Regions from separate parts of the Gossypium hirsutum genome. Here region 1 is linked to region 2. The links are chromatin contacts, called in public Hi-C maps. All regions are on one chromosome and are shown on one strand. The core of a region is the stretch at or near the end of the contact, and the rest is flanking DNA. Distances in the headings are between cores, read along the strand shown.

What was found. A called contact is a pair of places that touch in the nucleus more often than the background predicts.
Region 1: a contact with region 2 is called in a Hi-C map of fibers, with 1.8 times the contacts expected there. The contact joins the enhancer-like site here to the promoter of LOC107953273 in region 2. A contact is called at or near these places in 4 of 34 Hi-C or Micro-C datasets (fibers, leaf and petal).

What each region holds. Positions count from the first base shown.
Region 1 is chrA07:20,371,726-20,376,625 of Gossypium_hirsutum_v2.1, forward strand. No RefSeq gene overlaps it. Among protein-coding and RNA genes, the nearest start is that of LOC121204000, 59 kb to the right of the region's middle. Within about 2 kb of position 1,731, at least 2 of the 9 cell types and tissues checked have an H3K27ac peak or open chromatin away from gene starts, as enhancers often do. A contact at or near this core is called in fibers, where this site is marked.
Region 2 is chrA07:20,266,534-20,271,672 of Gossypium_hirsutum_v2.1, forward strand. LOC107953273 (beta-1,6-galactosyltransferase GALT29A) reads left to right here and starts at 2,294. Exons shown (of 1, transcript XM_041117726.1): 1 at 2,294-4,642. The coding sequence starts at 3,092. The coding sequence ends at 4,282.

The sequences.
Region 1 (4,900 bases), core at 481-2,980, 100 kb after region 2:
TATCACATATTTCAATTAGTATAATAATAAACGATAATATACAATATAATTAATATATTATGTTCTACTATTACAGAATGTGAAAGTATTATATAATGAAATAATATATTTTAAAGGTTAAATTACACCATATGGTTAATGTTATAATAGCATTGATCCTTTGTTAGAGGATTCTGAATTGTGAAAAGAGTGAAGACAGTTCTATGGAAGAATAGAGAAGTCAGTAATGGAATAAGTTGGTCAAGAAGATGAGTTGTCGCAATGGAATGAAGGGGACAATGACATGGCAGATGCTTGACAAGTAAGTCTAACCAAGAACGAGCCATCAACAAATGGTAACTGGAGATTGGCCTTGTTTGGTCATGATAAAAAAAGGGATTACTGTCAGAGTACCTAATGAATCTGCTAGTGACGACATGGCGGTGGAGACAGATTTTGGTATGGGAGAAGTCATAAGGAAATCCCAGTAGTGACAACAGAGAGATGGTGGATGTCATTAATGGAAGGTTATGGGAAATTGAGAATACTGGTTGCAATAGGTTGGATTTGTTGGGTATGGGCGGCATGCTTAGCTTGGAGGAGATGACACATGGAGGCATTATCAGTTACAAATTTATTGAATTTAAAAGCTAGAGAGTAAGGTGGACAAAATACGATTCGATTCGAAAAATATTCTAATTTCTAATTAAATAAAATGAGTTATTCAAGTCATTCGAGTTAACTCGAGTAAGTAATTTAAGTTTCGAGTTCAAGTCGAATTGAATTTTATAATTTGAATAATTCAAATAATTCGAATAATATATTGATATAAATATCCCTTTACTCCTTATCAGTTTTGAAAATGAGCAAATTGATCTCTCTTAACAAAAATTACAAAAAGAAAATCAAAATAAATTTAAAAAATTTATATATTTTTTTAAAATTATAAAAAATGTTTAAAAAAATTCTAAAGAATATACGAAGAAAGTTAAAACTTTTAAAATTTTCTAAAACAATAATTTTAGAACCTAAATAAAGTTAATTAATGATTCAATTTTATCATACTAAAGTATATTATTTTTTTGAAATTTTTTTTGAAATTTTTTTCAAATATATATACTTTAACATGAAATTAGTTACTGTAACAAGATTTTAATTTAACATATTTAATTTTTTTTAATTTCACTCGATTCGATTCAACTCGAATCAAATTTCATTTCACTCAATTCGATTAAAAAAACTTTAAATTGAGTTAGGATAATAAAATAAGACTCGTTAACTCGATTAAATTAAAAAAATTTTGACTCGATTCGATCGAACACTCACCCTACCAGAGAGAGGAAGTCTAGAATGAGGTTGACTGTATTAACAAGGATTTGGGCTCATCTCAGGTTAGTGTTAATTTGATACATTGTAGTGAAATAGAGGCGATTGGGTTGGACAATGTAACTATATCTAATGAGGGCTCTTTTCTGAAACAACTTAAAAGGGTGTTGAGGTGAATGTGGGAGCTGTTTTAGATGATAGGTAAGTAACAAGATTAGCAACAAAGAAAGTTCAATTATAAGAAGGAAAGTGAGAGCAGTGGGAGACATTGAGGAACAACTTTCAACTTCCATAGAAAAGAAGAATAAGGCTGCTGCTAGAATAAAAAGGGCTTCAAAGGTTTCGCCGAAGTCGGACAAGATTGTAAATGCATCTTTATCAGATTTAGACTTTTTTAAATAGAAACAGAGCAATCGTAAAGAAAGCCGAAAAAATGTGGGAAATGGGTAAGCTCTTAAGGCTTAAAGCGAAAAGTACTGAGGAAGTGGTGGTTAGAGATATAACCAATGAATGCTGAAAGATAGCGGCTGTTGACTCGTGGGTAGCAAATTTTTAAGGTGATTTAGATATATGTGTGCATAATTATTGCTGATCAAATCTATCATTTTCGTGGTTCTTACGAGGATTGGTTGAGAAAGATTTAAGTAGAGAATTGACTCTTGGTGGTGTTGGTTTACATAAATTAGTGAATGATTCGATGGCAAAGAAGTTTTTTGATTGGAGCTCATATTTTTATTTGGTGAGACTTAAGGGTTTCAAATTAATCACTGGATTTATATTTTTTTTATCCTTTTCTATTGTTTGTAGTAGGGTATTCTGTGTTTTATTTTATTTTTATGAAAACAATATCGTTTATTTGTTTATTTTTTAAGACAGTTTGTTTTTGCAAAATCAAATGGTTAGTCTGTTTTCACCGAAAATTCTAAAGGATTAGGGTTTTATTGTTGAGAGAGTTTATTTTTTTGTTTGAGGGTGTTTTCACTAAAATCATTCTTTGTCAAAGTTCTTTTTTTACAGGATATTAGGTGTAATTTATTTTACTGCCCGTGAGGTACTAATTGAAAAAGGATAAAAAAAATCCCATTAGTTGGGTAATTAATTCGAAATTTTAATAATTAGGTGAACAAAAAGGACAATTAACCATCGTTGATTGAGGAGCAGTGTAGTATACCTTATTTTAAAACTATTGTACAATCATTCTTCTCTATAACAATGATCCACTATAACAACGGGGTTTTTAGTAGAATCTATCTTTTATCTTTTATTTTAATTATTTATAACAATTTTTAATTTATAAAAGCAATAGTCATAATTATGAAATGCATTTTTTTTATTAAATTAGTTCTCAATAGTAGCATATTGTCTAAAATTTTAAGGAATTAATAGTTATTTCATATAAACAATCTTGCCAATTATAATTTATTATATAAAAATGAATTTATTAAAATATTATTTCAATAAAATGTTTAAATTTTATATAAAAAATTATTAATCATATTTTAATAAATGAAATAATTTTCAATGAGTAAAATTAAATATTTTAAATTAATTAATTTAATTTAATTTAAGCTCCCTAATTAAATATTTTAAAATGAATTTTGAACATTATAAATTTATAAATTAATTAATTGAATTTAATAACTTGTGATAAATTAATTAATTTATGTAACAACTTGTTTTTAGTCAAATCGGAACAGTAGTTTTGGGACCACAAATCCAAATACATAATAATTATTTTAATGTTTACAGCATGATAAAATGATTTTGTGAAAATTTCGTTGAGAAATTTTATCGTTTGAATGCTTAATTCGATAAGAAGGACTAAATCACGTAAAGTGTAAAAGTGGAGTTCCAATAGCTAAAGGTATCTAATAGCTATGAAATCTTAATTTAGAGGTCCTTATGTTGTAATTAGACCATTTGAAACATGAGTGGACATATATGGACATATTATCATGAATTTTGATGGTTTTTTAATCAAGGTTAAATTAGTAAATTAGTTAATAAAGAATAAATAAATAAAATAAAACCAAATTAAGTCTTCATATCTCTTCCTAAACCGATTATTAGGGCTAGAAGAAGCCCTTTTTATGCTCTTCATTTGGCTATGCTATTTTGCTCAATTAAGGTACTATTTTTTGCTTCGTTTTTAATGATTTCTATGTTTTTGTGATCGTTGTAACTAGGTCTAGCTAGCTCAGGACTAATTTGCAAAATTGTTAAAGATTTAGAGAGTTTCCATTGATGAATAAGCATGTGTTTTGATGATTGAAGATAGATTATGAATATTTGATGATAGTTATATAAGTTTTGTTAAGTGATTTTTGGTAAAAATGTAAATTAGGAATTAAATTGTAAAATGTGAAAAATTTGAGGTTAAAATGTGAAATAAATGTAAAAATATGGGCTGCTAGGGACCTATTTATAATTTTTCTAGTATGAGTTGTGGTTGAATTGCATTAATTTGTGTTTTTATGAAATAAGGACTAAATTGTAAAAGATGTGAAACATTAGGCGCAAATATATAAAAATGCCTTAAAGTGAATTTTTGACTAAATTGAATGGAAAGATGATTAAATAAGTTAATTTTGATTACATATAGATCAAGAAAATCGAAACTCGAATCTAGAGTGAGGGAAAAACAAAGTTCTCGACTAATCGATCAATTTAGTCGTTTTTACATCCGAGGTAAGTTCGTATGTAATAAATATTGTTATAATTATGTTTTAAATGCTTTGATGTTGCATAAACTGTGAATACGAGTCTTCGGACATGTTCGATAAGGATTCAACGATGATTCGACGTTGGAATAGTTTTGGATACTAGTGACATGTCATTAGGGGATTATTGTGATTATGTGATCCGGGTGCTGGTCCTATACGTTCTACCGGTGGCTGAGTATACTGACATGTGTTGCGGTTACTTGACAGCTTGTGTGAGTAGCACCGTGTAGCTACGTCTTGACTCACAGCTTGTGTAAGCAGGCCAGTTAATAGCTCTAGTGTGAGCAGTACATGTGATATGAGATTGAGATAGCTTTGGCTATATATGTGGCACTTCGGATGCGAGTTTCCCATGTATCTGATAGTATTCCGAATGGTTCAACGGGTAAATGGAAGACATGATTGTGTATGAGATTGATACGAGATGGTACATGTATGTACATGAACCGTATGAGCTTAAATCGAAGAAGTTGTGAAGTTCATACATAAGATTATGATTGACAATGTGAAAGGTTTGTTAGTTAAATGAACTACTTGTTGATATGTTCAATTTAATGATATTTTATGTTAAGATTGAGTTTATTTCATTCGAGTTTACTAAGCTATATAGCTTACTTTGTTTAATTTTTCGTGTTTATAGAGATTTTAAAGCTAGCTCAGATTCGGGGATCGTCGGAGACTTCATCACACTATCCAACTATCAACTTGGTACTTTTGAGCTTGTGTTTTGGTCATATGGCATGTTTAGGATTATGGTCATTTTGTTATGTAGTTTGGTAATGAGTTGAGTCATTTGAATTGACTTGTAAGTGCTTATGTTTTGGTTTGTATAAATAGTCATGAGTATTGGCTTATGTATATATATACATATA
Region 2 (5,139 bases), core at 1,044-3,543:
ACTAAACAACACTTGCAGTAAGAAAAAAACCCACCAAAACAATACTCATAGGCCCATTCTCCCCTCAATTCCATCCCCAATTTGCCACGCCTCCTCCTCTTCATCCCCTATAACAAGCTTAGCCAAATCCTCCTCCATTCCTTAGACACCTTCCAAAATGAGAAACCAAATCTAAATAGAAACAAAAACCCTCAGAGCAAATGGAACAAATCAATAGAAAAACCTAAAATGTGCCACAAAGGTAGACATTTACCTTTTTATCTTTAATTTTAAACATTCCAATTTCAACTTATTTTAAATAAAATCAAATTATAAAGTTTTTATAGGATAAAATAATGTAAAAAAAATAAAATAAAATATAACTAATTGAAAATATTCTCCATTAAATCATAAGTAACTTTTATCAAATTAATTTTCATACTTTTTCTTATAAAAAATTAATTTTTATTTATTTTGGATTATCAAAAATAAATTATGCAACTCATTTATTTTTTTTCATTAATTATGAGGGCTTTTTAAGTTTATGAGGTTGTTGAGGGATTTGATTAATCATTGACAAGACATATAAACAAAATACATGTTTACAACTCTTGAATGATCATTACTAATTAGATAATCCTTCATTATCCAAAACAGTTGGGTCCAATAAAAATTGATTGATCTTTTTGCCTTTTTATCTAAGGATTAAAATGGTTTAAACAAGTGGAGTAATATATAATTTTAAGGTTTTATATAATTTAATATATTGTGAGTTAATAAAATTGATTATTTATATTTGTTTTTATCAATTTTTTAAGAAGTTCAACATTCTTTTCATCATGTGTAATTTTACTATATCACATACAAACTCTTTTTTTTTTTTTCTTTTTTTAACACTTTTAAAATCAATCTAATTAGGTAGCTTCATTGCATCACATTCACAGACTCATCTTTCAAACCAAAACCTAATACTGTATTATTATAAAAGGAAAAACTTCTTTTATAAGATAATAATTGTATACTTTTTTTTTAACTTTTTGCAGTGTTTATGTTAATTTATCATATTACAGTCATATTTAAAGTCAAATAAAAATTTAATATCTAATATTTATAATTAAGTGTTTTTCTAAGTTTGATGTTATCTTTAACCGAATCACTAATTTAACTATGAAATTATAGAATAATCTATTTTTTAAAATTGTATTTAATATTATTATAATATTATTTTCATTTTTTCATACTTTTACAATATCTTTTAATAAAAAAATTAAAAATTAAAAAACATTTTCAATAATATAAAAATAAAAATTTACTACCAATGTACCTATATTTATTATTAAATAAAATTTAAAACTTTTATCCTTTCATATTTTTATTCATTTTTCAATAAAAGAATTTCAAACAAGTAGAAGTAAATTAACATTCCGCTTATATACATTGTGTAGTGTTGAATAATTTATATTTTGTATATTTTAAATTATTGATATGTTTATGGCATCATCAATACATCATAATTTGTTTTTGATAAAAATCAAGATATCATATTTTAAGAAACGGTAGTTAGAGTGGATTCAAGCATCTAAATAGATTAGAAACAAAATTGGAGTGGTAAATGAGAAAAAAGAAAAAAAAGAAAATTATACAAAAAAAATCTTAATTCACAAATTTATATTAAATATAGCATTCCAATAATCTATTACTTTTTTTTTTCTGATAAAATTGATCAACATCTTTAATAATAATTAAAAAAAAGAGAGACCAAACCAAAAAATTTGGGTAAATAATTCTTAACATTAAGGAAGTATAAAAAATTAAACAGATGAAGTTGTTCCATTCCCATGCCTTAATGATCCAAAATTTAACCCCTTTCAATCAACCACACAAAGCTCACTTACTACCTACCCACCAATACACTCAAACTCATTCCCAACCACAACAAAGAAAGAAAAAAGGACCATCCATAATTTGTATTCATTTTGTTACAATTAAAAAAAAAGGGTAAAAAAAAATAATCTTACAACCTAGAGCCTAATTCCAGTTAATTCATAATACTATTAATCAATTGTCATATTAAGAAATAATTGAAATTGGATTCTAAGTTGTAAGACTTGTAACAACAACATACATAACAAACAAAAGAAAAAGGAAAACGTCGAATTTTGTGATTTTTATTTTAGTAGATAGATTACATCGTAAATATGTAGTTTTTGATTTAAGGGTGAAGAACATTTTGATACTCATTTTAAGAATTTATCTTAAAAGAAATTCATTTTTTTTTAAAAAGTCTACTATAATTTTTTTTTTGTTTAAAACCAAAGTGACCATCTTCTCAATGCGATAAATGATTGATAATGAATTCGAATAGAAGGGATGGAACCCCGTCAGATGAGTTACCTCCGTACTAATAGTAATAATTTCTAACATTACCTCGCGCTACCAATGGCAATGATGCTGCAAATCACCTGCATTTAAATATGTACCCAAAACCACATGGATTTTAAAGGGGCAAAGAAGAAGAGGAATAGAAGACTGTTCCTCACTCCACTCCTTTTGCTTTTTCCTCATCCACAACCCTTTCTTTTAGGGTTTGCATTGCAGGTTCCTTTCGATTTCCCCCCTTTTTCTTTTTCTTTATCTTTTTTGCAGTGTCTGCTTTTAGTTTTAGGCATTTGGTTGGTTCAGTGCTTAATTCTTGTTCTTAAGATCATGTTAAACAATAAACCTTAACATTTTTGACTAATCAAACAATACCATTCCTATCATTAACTTTCACCTGCAATTTCATGCTACTCTTTCTTGCCGTATTTCTCCCTCCAAGATTTCATCTTTGTCTCTTTCTTTTCCGGGTTTTCCTCAAAATAGGAAAAATATTTGTCCTTGGGTGAAATACATTTGATCTTCTTCCCCCCACCCCCCTCCATTTTTTATCTCTTACAAATCCCAGATTGTTTCTATTTATGATTAGGCACCCATCTTTGTGGATGTCAAAATCTACTGAACCTGAGAGATGGATCTGAACCTAATACATATAAATTCAAGATCCGTATTTTTTAACCCTTTTGGCCATATCTAGCAAACCCAATTTTACGGTTCAAGCAATTGTATTGCTCCCATGAAGAGGTCGTTTAGACCTTTGATAAGCATTTTAATGCTTGTTGCATTAGCTGCAACATTAAGCTGTCGGATTGCCATCCGCGGGGGCAGCGGTGGTGGATTTGCTGTTTCAGCTGAATTGGAGACCACCAGGTCCAGCGTCCTAATCCAACCCCCACCAATCCAAAATTTTAACTCAACTTTGCTCAAGTTTGCAGCGGTTGATACAGGTGAAGCAAAATCCAAGCTTGAAATAGAGCAGCTGCTGGAAGGGAACTTTGCGAGTCAAGGAAGGTATAGGACTTTTGCAACATGGAGGAGGTTCAATCATCATGATGTCAAAGCTAGGAATTCTAATGGGATGCCGGTAATGCTCAGGTCCCCTAAATTTTATCGGTATTGGTTAGATTTTAGGAGGAACTTACAGAATTGGGCTAGAAAAAGAATGTTCCAACCTGATATTATGATGGATTTAGTTACACTAGTAAAGGTTCCTATTGATAGCCACAATGGTTTAATGAGTTCGGATAACAAGTATAAATCTTGTGCTGTTGTGGGGAATAGTGGGATTTTACTGAATACTGATCACGGGAAGTTCATTGATGGTCATGAGGCCGTGATTAGATTGAACAATGCTAGGACTGAGAGGTTCGAAAAGAATGTGGGGTCGAAAACCAGCATTTCGTTTGTAAATAGCAATATACTGCATCTTTGTGCTAGGAGGGATGGATGTTTTTGTCACCCTTATGGAGGGAATGTTCCTATGGTTATGTATATCTGCCAACCGGTTCATTTCATGGACTATTTGGTATGCAATTCGTCTCACAAGGCACCTTTGTTGATTACAGATCCGCGTTTTGATATGTTGTGTTCTAGGATTGTGAAGTACTATTCAGCGAAACGGTTTGTGGAGGATACAGGGAAGGCATTGAGTGAATGGGGGTCTACTCATGATGGTTCCATGTTCCACTATTCCTCTGGTATGCAAGCTGTTATGTTAGCCTTGGGAATTTGTGACAAAGTTAGTATATTTGGCTTTGGCAAATCGACTTTGGCGAAGCACCATTATCATACTAACCAGAAGGCTGAGCTCCGGTTACATGATTATGAGGCGGAATATGCATTTTATCATGATCTGGTGAAGAATCCACGGGCAATACCATTCATTTCGGACAAATTCAGGTTCCCTCCTGTGGTATTCTATCAATGATTTTGGCTGATTGGTTTCTTTTTTAATTTTATTTTGTCCTTGTTTTGTTGGTCAAGATTAAATCAGTGTGTTCGATGGTGTATCAGTAATTCTGTAGTGGATAGTCAAAAGAAAACACAAATGCTGAAGATCTGTGTTTCATATTCTGGACCTGCACTGTCGAAGATGGTTTAGGGTAATAGGAAATGTAAAATTGGAAACTAAGAATATGAAGTAAGATATGGATTCTTCATATGCTTTTTGTTGAACTTTTGAGATTCTGTTCTTTCTGGTGCAATGTTTGGGGATTCAAGAGTAAGTCCCTATAAGGTATTGTAAGCTTCTAGAAATTCAAACTCATTCATCTAGCTTATAGATCAATTAGCATTTGTTTTGCTGTGTGTATTCGGATTTGGGTTTTGAATTAGTGGGTTGGGTCCTCCTTAGACAAATGGGTCCAACAAGGGGCTGGCTTAGACACCTTCATTAATTGTGTACATACATATCATAAATAACGTGGTCATACATTATTCTACTAAAATTGGAATATGATTGTTATGCTTTGTGCTAATTTTTAGCATGTCATAATGATACTAGAATTTCGAGTTAATATATGCAATTGGCATTTAATCTTGTTTACATGCGGCTCCAAGATGAGCAAAATTTGTGTACCAAGCAATAATTATAGAGATTATTTCGTTGCTTTTGTATTTAATTATTTAAAAATTCTTTTTTAACTATTATTCATAATTTTATCATTTTAGGATTTTATTAAATATATATTTATCATTTTAAAGAGAAGCTAAGCTAAGAAGTCGACATTTACTTTGGGGACAACACTTTTGGAATATATTTTTTTATGGTAAAATAGATCACAG